Linked DNA regions of Drosophila melanogaster: region 1 is linked to region 2. A link is a contact called in public targeted proximity ligation data. All regions are on one chromosome and are shown on one strand. The core of a region is the stretch at or near the end of the contact, and the rest is flanking DNA. Distances in the headings are between cores, read along the strand shown. Region 1 holds the start of Tollo (tollo). Region 2 holds the start of CG13476.

Region 1 (5,310 bases), core at 776-3,275, 530 kb after region 2:
ATTTTAAAATCTCTGATACCAAACTGATGTTTTTATATCTAAACGAAGTCTTATTAAACTAAACTTTAGCTTATAAAGTTACTGATCTAAGCTTTTTAAGAACTGTCTATTAACAATTATATTTTATATATTTCGCTTAGTCAGGATTTTACTTTCGAAAAGCTTAAATTAAATTAGAAGACTTTTCGGATCATTAAATTCTCAGCTTTTTTGAATAAGCTTCCGATTGATTATAAAACACTTGTTGCACTTATTTTTTCGAACCCAGCTGTTTGTGTGTTCTGTTTAATCCGGTAGCGATCTGTTTTGCTTGGCGCATTGTTTTGGGAAAGTTTGAAAGTGCGGTTACAGCATATGGGCAGCCAGATCATGCGAAAAAATATATCAGATTTGGACTCGTACTCATACTTGTATTCGGACCCCTTCGAACTTTAGGTCGGCTCCATCTGCGGCTCAGCCACCGCCACCTCATAATGAGTAAGCCCCCCGAGTTTGAGATCTCCCCGACAAATCTCGATTGCCCGGCCAGCCGGTCCGGTTCGGTATTGAAGAAAAATACCAACGGTCCGAGTTCGAGTCCCAGCCCCAATCCAATCCCACCAACTGCTGCGGCTGCTCTCATAAATCAAGAAAAATCAGTCAATTTTTTTGTGGGTTCGCGTGTGTGAGTGTGCGCCTATATCAAACTGACATTGGCTGAATTAACAATTGATTTCAATAATTTTTTATGATTATTCTCTGCTTTTTTTTCGTCTCGTTTTCGGTTTTTGTGGCTGTCTGCAAGGCAAGCAAAGAAAAGCCGAAGATCAGCCGCCACTTGCACTCGAATCCGTCGATTCAGCAAATCGGTTCTCTTTCGTTTCTCTCAACGGATATATCTCATCTGCTGAATATGGAAAAACACTCAATTGCGCTGAGTACTCAACGCTCAGCTGGGTTTTCGTGGAGTAGAACTCGTCTAACCGGTGTGACGAGTGTCAATGTCTCATTGGAATTGAAATTGTTTGCTCGGCTTTGACGCTCAGCGGAACCGACAGGCGGGAAACGGCGGGGAGGCACATAGTGCGCACAGTGGGCCCAAATCGGCAAGGTGCCAGCTGTGGGTGTGAACCTGCTGGGACGGGGAGTTATTGTCCAAAGATCAAGGTTGTTTTGGCGTGACAAATATTTGAGGTGTGGACTAATTTGATTTGTATTTAAAGCCACGACACCGGAAATCGTATAAGATAACTGCAGAGGTCCTTCCTTAGATTGTTTGTCCGTATCGAATTGGTATTTGAATTTATTTCCTATTTTCATACTATATACAATTTTAAACATTATTATATTATAATAATAATAATATTTAATTCTAATTTATAATTAAACATTATTCATGAGTCAAATGACCTTTATTCTCCAGAAGTATAAGTTGTGGATTCTTTTATTCCTATACTTTTGAATAACTGCTTTGAAATTTTCTTTGTGGATTACAGTGCCGCACTTGTTACATATTTCATATTATTTAATAGTTGTCCCATCCATCTACTTCTCTAGGGAACTTTTTTTATCAGATCGGGAGATCGCTATACAGATCTAGCATATCGATTTACCTATTCCTTCCGTCGGCATCCTTGACCCTAAAGTATTGCAGATTTGGAATATCCTTGGTCTTAAAATTACACATGTTTCTGTAGACTAATATCACCTGCCCATCTCCCGCGATCTCACTTCCTCACATCTTCCATCTTTGCTTTGCTTTGTTGCAAAACCCCATGCTAATTCTACCTGCCCACCGAGTGCAATTCGTTGCTATTCGGCCCACTGTGCACTGTGGGCCATTACGTGCAATGCGTTTGCGTTCGGATTGCATAGTTTTGTTTACTCGATCGCATCTCGCTCTAGTTCCTTGGTTCTGTGTGCGTGCTCAATGAGTGCTCACTTACTCATTTACTCAGGTACTCAGCTACTCACTCACATAGTCACTCAGGCGGATGAGTGATTTTCAGCGGCACTTGCTGCTGGCTGAAAACCGGAGAGAGCGATCAGTTTTTGAGTTGACTTCGAGCCGAGCGGACGCGCGTTTGTCGTTCAGCGGATGAAATAGAAAAAAGAAGAAGTATCGCTTCGAGAAAAATTGGAACACAATTTATCAATCGCGCTATCGCACCCCCCACTTGGATTACGGTCAACGCGAAACAACTGCAAAGCAATAAAATTAAGATATAGAAATCGAAAAACGAATGCAACCGAAATCAAAAGATATAAGAAGATAAAGAAAATTACATAGCCAGCGGGAAGAAACAAGAAAATCGTTTTAGATCAAGCATTAAATCGGTTGATGTGGTGTTGTTGTGAAAAGTGGCGATTGTGCAAAGCTGCGCTATAAAACCAAACAAAAAACAAAATAATTTAAAAAATCCCAAATAAGCACACACACAAAATGGGCGAAAAATAGAACGAGCAGTGAAAGACCAAAAGAAGCCCCTCATAACCTCCCCGATTAACCAAAATCGAAACCCCATTCGAAGTTTAGGAACCACCAAAAATGCTGGCCACCACCCACATGCTGTACGTGCTGATTGCCACCTGTGTAATACCCATTTTCGGGGCAGCCCTCAGCAAGACGGTGTTGTACCAGGCTCCCGATGAGTGCCGCTGGTCCGGCGGCGGGGAGCATGACATCACTCTGGTCTGTCACCTGAGGACCATCAACTCGGAGCTGGAGAACACCAACTTTAGCGTGATCCAGCCGCAGAACACGGTGCGCCTGCGTCTGGAGTGCAACGATGCCCTGTTCTTCCAGAGCAGTCTGAGTCCGGATAGCTTCAGATCGCTGGTGGAACTCAGGGATCTCACCATCGAGTACTGCAAGCTGGGCAATCTCACGGATGGATCTTTCCGTGGTCTGCAGGAGCTGCGAAACCTCACGATTCGCACGCACAATGGCGATTGGTCCACAATGTCGCTGGAGATGGCATCCAATAGCTTCGTGGAGTTCCGCCAGCTGGAGCGTTTGGATCTGAGTCTCAACAACATCTGGCTGATACCGGATGGCATGGTGTGCCCCCTGAAATCCCTGCAGCACCTGAATGCTTCGTACAACAAAATTCAGGACATCAGCAACTTTTACTTCAGTGCCTCGCTCAGTTCGCGGAAGGCACGAGTTTGCGGCTCCACACTGCAAAGTTTGGATCTGAGTGCCAACAAGATGGTCAGCTTGCCCACGGCAATGTTATCGGCTCTGGGCCGACTGACCCATCTGAATATGGCCAAGAACAGTATGAGTTTTCTGGCCGATCGCGCCTTCGAGGGTCTTCTTTCGCTGAGGGTTGTGGATCTTTCGGCGAACCGATTGACCTCTTTGCCGCCAGAGCTCTTCGCGGAGACCAAACAACTGCAGGAAATTTACTTGAGGAACAATTCCATCAATGTACTGGCCCCAGGAATCTTCGGAGAGTTGGCTGAACTTTTAGTTCTCGACTTGGCAAGCAACGAACTGAATTCCCAGTGGATCAATGCTGCCACATTTGTGGGTCTCAAGCGTCTCATGATGCTGGATTTATCGGCTAATAAGATCAGCCGCCTGGAGGCTCACATCTTTAGGCCCCTGGCCAGTTTACAGATCCTGAAACTGGAGGATAACTACATCGATCAGCTGCCGGGGGGAATCTTCGCGGATCTCACCAACCTGCACACACTGATCCTCTCGCGCAATCGCATCTCAGTCATCGAACAGCGCACTCTGCAGGGCTTGAAGAATCTACTTGTGCTCTCCTTGGACTTCAACAGGATATCCCGAATGGATCAGAGATCCCTGGTGAACTGCAGCCAGTTGCAGGATCTGCACTTGAACGACAACAAGCTGCAGGCGGTGCCCGAAGCTCTGGCCCATGTTCAACTACTCAAAACCCTCGATGTGGGCGAGAACATGATCAGTCAGATCGAGAACACTAGCATCACCCAGCTGGAGAGTCTGTATGGCCTCCGGATGACGGAGAACTCTCTCACCCACATCCGGCGAGGAGTTTTCGATCGCATGAGCTCCCTGCAGATCCTTAACCTGTCCCAGAACAAGCTAAAGTCCATCGAGGCTGGTTCACTGCAGAGGAATAGTCAGCTTCAGGCCATCAGACTGGATGGAAATCAGCTAAAATCCATTGCTGGCCTCTTCACGGAACTGCCCAACTTGGTGTGGCTGAATATCTCGGGTAATCGTCTCGAGAAATTCGATTACTCGCACATTCCCATCGGATTGCAGTGGCTGGATGTTCGGGCCAATAGGATCACTCAGTTGGGCAACTATTTCGAGATCGAAAGCGAACTGAGTCTGAGTACCTTTGATGCCAGCTATAATCTGCTGACGGAGATAACGGCTAGCTCTATACCAAATAGTGTGGAAGTTTTGTACTTGAACGATAACCAGATCTCCAAGATTCAGCCGTACACGTTCTTCAAGAAGCCCAATTTGACGCGGGTGGATTTGGTGAGGAATCGCTTGACCACCTTGGAACCCAATGCTCTCCGCTTGTCACCCATCGCCGAGGATCGTGAGATTCCGGAGTTCTATATTGGTCACAATGCTTACGAGTGTGACTGTAACTTGGACTGGCTGCAAAAGGTGAATCGTGAGTCGCGTACTCAGCCGCAACTCATGGACTTGGACCAGATTCACTGCCGGTTGGCTTACGCTCGAGGATCTTCACATGTCTCCCTGATAGAGGCCAAGTCCGATGATTTCCTTTGCAAATACGCCTCACATTGCTTTGCCCTGTGCCATTGCTGCGATTTCCAGGCGTGTGACTGCAAAATGGAGTGCCCGGATAGGTGTTCCTGCTACCACGATCAGTCCTGGACATCGAATGTGGTGGACTGCAGCCGGGCTTCCTATGAGCAGACTCTGCCATCACACATTCCCATGGATTCCACTCAGCTGTATCTGGATGGAAACAATTTCCGGGAGCTGCAGAGTCATGCGTTCATCGGTCGCAAGAGGCTAAAGGTGCTGCACTTGAACCACTCCAGGATCGAGGTGCTTCACAATCGCACCTTTTATGGACTTCTGGAGCTGGAGGTTCTCCAATTGCAAAGTAATCAGTTGAAGGCCTTAAATGGCAACGAATTCCAGGGATTGGATAACCTCCAAGAACTATATCTACAGCACAACGCTATAGCTACGATCGATACCCTCACCTTTACGCACCTGTATCACCTGAAAATTCTGCGATTGGATCACAATGCCATCACATCATTCGCCGTCTGGAACTTCCTGCCCAGTTATCTGAACGAACTGCGTCTGGCCTCCAATCCCTGGACCTGCAGCTGTGAATT
Region 2 (5,693 bases), core at 598-3,097:
GGTTTCTGTGAAAAAGGTTGCCATGATTGAATTACCATAGGATTTCAACAAAATATGTGTCGCAGTATGAAGACCTTGCCGAAACTTGATAAGCAAGCACAGGCAGAGAAATAAATAGTCCCTTTTCTTTTCAAGCCGCAATAAATCACCTGCCAACCGCACATCAATTTTAGAAAGCTCCAAATGGGGATGCAAAATAATCAAAAGCGCAGAACCTTAGTTAACTGCTATATTTCAGCCAATCAATCAAACTGGTTTCAATTATTTTTTCATACATATTCAGGTTTATAGTGTTTATATGTAAGGTGTTTGTAGGTTCTTTATTGAGGCAAATATATATAAAAGAAAAAAAATAAATAAATAAGGTACATTTTGAACTTCACTATAAACAAAAGTCAACACGTCCTTAGTCTCTTAAATATGAATTCGACTTTAAAATCGAATAGTATTTGCAATCCACATCAGAAATAAAGTTCTCTTAATTCAGACTAACAAAAAAGATTGATGTTCTTATATATGCATTCACATAAGTTCGACATGGAAGAAAAAATAATCGGAAAATTGCCAAAGCTTCTTCCTTTTCAAAAAGTGTTCTGCATTTGTGTGGGTATAAACGTGTCCTTGTGAGTGTCTGCACTCATGCATAGAAATAAGCCGATAAAACCCTGACAATTGTGTCATGGAGTAGCGTTTTAGTTTTGGGATTGGACTTAATGCCTCTTGACTTCAATTTGCATAGTCGGCTTAGCAACGTTCGTGCAATGATTGAATGACAAATTGATAGAATTCGGCATTTACCAGTTGACAGCTAAGGAAGAGCTTTTTCCGGTCGGAGGAAACGGAAGAAAAGTTAAACCGATGATGGAGATTTCAGTTCAAATTCTGTTTGAGCATGATTTAATTATCGTGCCGGTTAAAAAGGACTTTTCATTTGCCTACAACAATGTTCACAACGAGTTGCGCCTTTTTAATTATAAAAATCAAAATTCATGAAAAGCTCTTAGAATATAGAGATATGATCTTTTAGTGTTTAAATCTCTTGAATGCGAGTATAACATAATATATATATAAATAGGCTTTTCATCATCACATATAGATGATTTAATCCTTCTTCTCCAACAAAATTTTAAGCCATTCCCAACAAAGTTGTTAAATTGTTAACAAAGCGAACATTTTCACTCAAAAAACGCCCCTATCGCATTGACTCTGACCTAGACCGCAAGCCGTTTAGATCCCGCAGGACTTCCCATTAATCCAATTAGGGCTGAACATATTTGCTTCTCATTAAAAATGAAATCCTTTGCTTTGGACCGGAATCAAGAGCTTTGACCAATTACCAAGCGTTTTTTCATTTACGTTCGCACATTCGAAATAAAAAATTAACCAGGAAGGTCGCAGATAAAGGCATTGACAGAGCAGCTTAGAAATCTCTTTGTCAGCAACTTAAATGAAAATTAAGACATCTGCTTTCATTTAGCTTAAGTGCTTATCTTGCGAAGGACGCAAAGGCAAAGGACACGTTTGCCCACAGGACAATCAATTATGAATGCAACACCGAGCACCATCAGCTTGGCAAAATAGTCTGTAATAAAAGTTAGGTTCATGAGGAGTGCGATGCTTTTGGGCGGCTAATGATGATAATTATATGTTTTAAGTGACATTGATTTGTCGCCTTCAGGATGGGCCGGGAAATTCCCATGATGTTTAATTCATTAGCCAGCTAATCGGCTTACTCTGATAATTAATATAATTGATGTCAGTCATCTTATTGTAGCGCCACCCAAGCAGGCTACTCATTCCCAGTTGCCTCTGTGTCATTTCTATGGATCTAAAATAGGTTTCCCAGTACTATTGACGCCCTGAAAGTAATCAGATATTCACACATAAAATAAATTCAAATAAAATCTGTATATTTTGTACGCTCACAATGAACATGAGGGGAATGGCCAAGCGTTCTATTTGGCTGCAATGTCTTCGGGAAAATGCCACCAATATGCGCCTGGAGCACGAGGATCTGGGACGTCGCATTGCTGTTTCTTTGGCCAGTTCCCAGAAAGCTCTAGTTGATATCGAAAACTTGAATCAAGAGCTGTTAAAAATGAAGGACACAATCCATAATGCCATTTCCAATGTTATGGGCTACGAAAAGAAGTGTTGTGAATTGCTCCTGGAAATTTTGATTAAAATAGTTGAGAACAACGACCTGGATGCCGAACTAAATCCCAAAATGATCTCCAAGGCGTTTCTCGACTTGGATCCGAGTTCCGACGAGACAGAAGTTCTGAATGACCGTAGTCTTGCAGCGTCTGATTTTAATCAGCAATATCCAAAAGATGTGCCGGATTCTATTGATATAAACATAACAGAAGACCAGTAACCATTTTAAATAGGATCCAAGACCGCACCAATTCGATTACTAACGTCTTAATTTAATGCGTTGTCAATTCCACCTCACACATTTAAAAGGAATAATAAGGTGGTCAGGGCTACAAATGTTTTATATTTTTTATCGATTCAATTAAATTTGCATGGTGAAATGACAAAACCCATTGTCTCTTTCTTCAGTTTATAGTTGTGGGAAAGTTTCTAAGACGTTCGAAATGTTAAAACCCTTGAAACGAAAAAACTTAGGATGACCATAAAAATACAAAATTATGAACAGAAAGAAAAGAGAAAAGCACGCCAACATCCGCACAAATTGTCCTGCAGAAAAGTCAAGACAAAATCACGTATACGCACTGTGACAACCCACAGCCTGGGTTAAAGACAATCCCAACTGGTAATCCAAGTCGTGTGCGTAGCCAGCATCCATGTTCCTAAACAATTTGTCGGCGATTTGTCGGCAAACTTGAGCCATATACGCCACACATACGCACCGAGTGAGCCATATTGCACATACGCCCCGTGTGACCCACAGAGGAATACAAAGAGTAACGAGGTTAAGTGACCCAACCAGCAAAACAACCTGTTGACTCAGGCTCTCTGCTCTCTCACTCAAAGCAAACTCACTCATCGGTGGGTTTGTTTTGCTCCGCTCTTTCGCCGGTAATCGGCAATTGGCACTCATTCCACTGCTTTTTCATACTCACTCCGAGTGCTTTTGCCTTGGCGACGGTTCTCCAGCTGCGGTTGAGCTCAGTTGCCGCTTGTCAGTCGCCACGTGCGGTTCGGTTTCGGTTACGGTTGCGGATCGGGATTCCTCAGAAAGTCTGCGCCGTGCTACAAATCCAGTTTACGTCGCATTTTTCGAGTGGGAGTAAGCGTAAGTGACGTTCGCGTGCCTAAAGTCAGTTTGGATGGGGGAGAGATGCAGATAAAGATAAAGTTCGATCCGGAATAAAATACGACGGAGATACATTTCAATGGAGTTCAATTTCAAATGAAGCTTTTTAATTGGCTTTTGAATTTTTGAAAGACACTGCAAAACAAATCAATATACAAATTTTCAAAAAGTATATAAATTGCTTGGAATAAATTTGCTTTCCACAAATACAATTTTAATATAAAAGTTAAAACTTGTCATGTGAAAAACAAAAATTTTGTGCTTGTAGTAAAAATTGCTAGTAAATATATAAATATTTTGATAAACTATAAAATTGTTCTCCCCATCGGATTTTGTTTATATTCTGGTCTCCCCCATTCGGTTTCCATTCAAATTAACTAGTTCTGCAATTCTCACTTTGACTTCTGACATCGGCTGTAATCAAATTTTGCCTTTCATTTACAACTTGTTATAATTCCGGTGCCGTTCGCAACCGGAAACGTGCTCGCCGCCGTTTTGTCTACGCCACAAAACAGCCAAAGCCAGCTGAAGAAAAAGGAAAACATGAAAAGAAACAAAGCCAAGAGTAAAATAAACTTTGCCAGCTAAATATTTCTTTGGCATTCCGGTTGCAGAATTTCTTGCTTACAAAAAAGGCAAAGGGAACAACATCGAAAAATAACAAATGCATGTGAAGACATTCTGTTCGCAGTGCCATGAAGTGGTTAGAATCTTGGCTTGCACTTGTCTAAACAAAATATATACATACGTTGTGCATTTATGAATATAATATGTGGAGCATCCTTGGCTGGCTGCCGAAATGACAAAATGATGCATTAAACTAATTGGAAAAACTTTGGGTGTTTTCAGTGAGTGCTCAGCGGAGCTGAAAAGAATCTGAAAGAAGTGAACAAAGGAGTGTGTGTTGTGGACTAGAAGTGATTGAATTTTAAGGCTGTATAAACGGAAATAAAGTAACAAAAATTCGTTGGCTTATGGGGCCAATTAATTACCATAAAATTATTAATATGCCAACTACACAATCGTATTTGCAATCTTTGCGGAAATTTCTGTTTTACTTATGTGAAATACAAAAAAAAATGACAGCAACGGAAACGGTTTAAAATGGTTAAATAATGTGATCTGTTCACTGAATTCACTGAATTAATGCAAATTCAACGCAACGCTCAATAATTGTTATATATATTCAATGAAATTACCACGAATAAACTAATATGCACACCACTTGTTTTTCCCACAATTTTCTACGTAATTGTCCATGTTAATTTGTCACTAACCTTGGTCAAAGTTTTAGCTTGTTTACACAAGAGTGTCAGAATCGGCCAGACAAGTAAACATGAAAGCGAGAGCAAATATTTTAACAGAAAATTGAAGCAATCAGCAAGCAAAGCTTGAGATAGTCCCAAGAAGTTCGTGAGAAAATGATACTTTATTTATTTAAGTAAAAAAGGTCAAGAGACCCAAACAAGCAATGTGTATATGTCTGAGTAATGCAGATTGAGCGAAAATTAAGGCAGTTGATAATGTGGTGTGGATTGAAGGGAAATGGGGAAGCCTAAGAGGTATTAAAACGGAACCGCATTGTTCACATAATTGAAAAATAGATTTCTCTACACTCTGCTGAGAAATTGTGATTGCTTTCAGCATATTTATGTGCGTAGGGGGAGAGACCGACAGCGTATTCAGCCAGCTGTCCAAGAAATCTAGGCCGTTTAAATTGCTCCACGTTCTCTACATAGTGTATATATAAGCGTCGACTATATTTAGAATTCTTCTATATATGCAATCTTCTTACCGAATGAGTAATGTTCCAAAATCTTGACTAATTAATTCTGATTCGTCGCTTGGGCGAGTTAAGAAAAAGGGAAAGTTTTAATTTACACAACGCTACTATCCCGCCAATCCAATTAAATGGGCCTTATCATCGTCTGTTTTCTAATCTAAGCTTGTTTTGCATGAAATAAAATCCCCACAGCAAATATAAAGTGCATAAACAAATAAAACTAGAAATTCCCCGCTGAACCAGAAAATCGGGAAGCCGAATAAAGAAAGGCAAAAAGCAAAGTGAAAACATATATATATGAACATATATACAAATAAGCTGTCTCAAAGCAAAAGCCAAACAAAAAAGTGATTTGTTGTCATATGCAAAGTCAAATCTTTTTCGTTGGCTTCCATCAAACATTTTTTCCAGATTTTATGCTGCAAAAGTCGAACTGAATTATATGAAATAAAAGAAAACATATTATCTTAAATGCTTTAAATTAATATATAACCAGATACGTAAACATACAATTATAAAAACACACTTTTATTAAAGCAATTAAACCATTTACAAAGAATGAGTAATTGTGCTGAGCTTTAATCATAATTAATTTTTTAAAATAATTTTTCATCATTTAATGGTGTT

Evidence for each region.
Region 1: a contact with region 2 is called in a targeted proximity ligation map of the S2 cell line, with 6 times the contacts expected there. A contact is called at or near these places in 4 of 107 Hi-C or Micro-C datasets (the Kc167 cell line, the S2 cell line, embryo and 1 more) and 2 of 7 datasets of targeted methods (the Kc167 cell line and the S2 cell line).

Annotation. Positions count from the first base shown.
Region 1 is chr3L:15,233,594-15,238,903 of dm6, forward strand. Tollo (tollo) reads left to right here and starts at 2,026. Exons shown (of 1, transcript NM_080018.2): 1 at 2,026-5,310. The coding sequence starts at 2,528.
Region 2 is chr3L:14,703,617-14,709,309 of dm6, forward strand. CG13476 reads left to right here and starts at 1,848. Exons shown (of 1, transcript NM_206354.2): 1 at 1,848-2,541. The coding sequence starts at 1,928. The coding sequence ends at 2,377. All of the region lies in intron 2 of ome (omega), which reads left to right.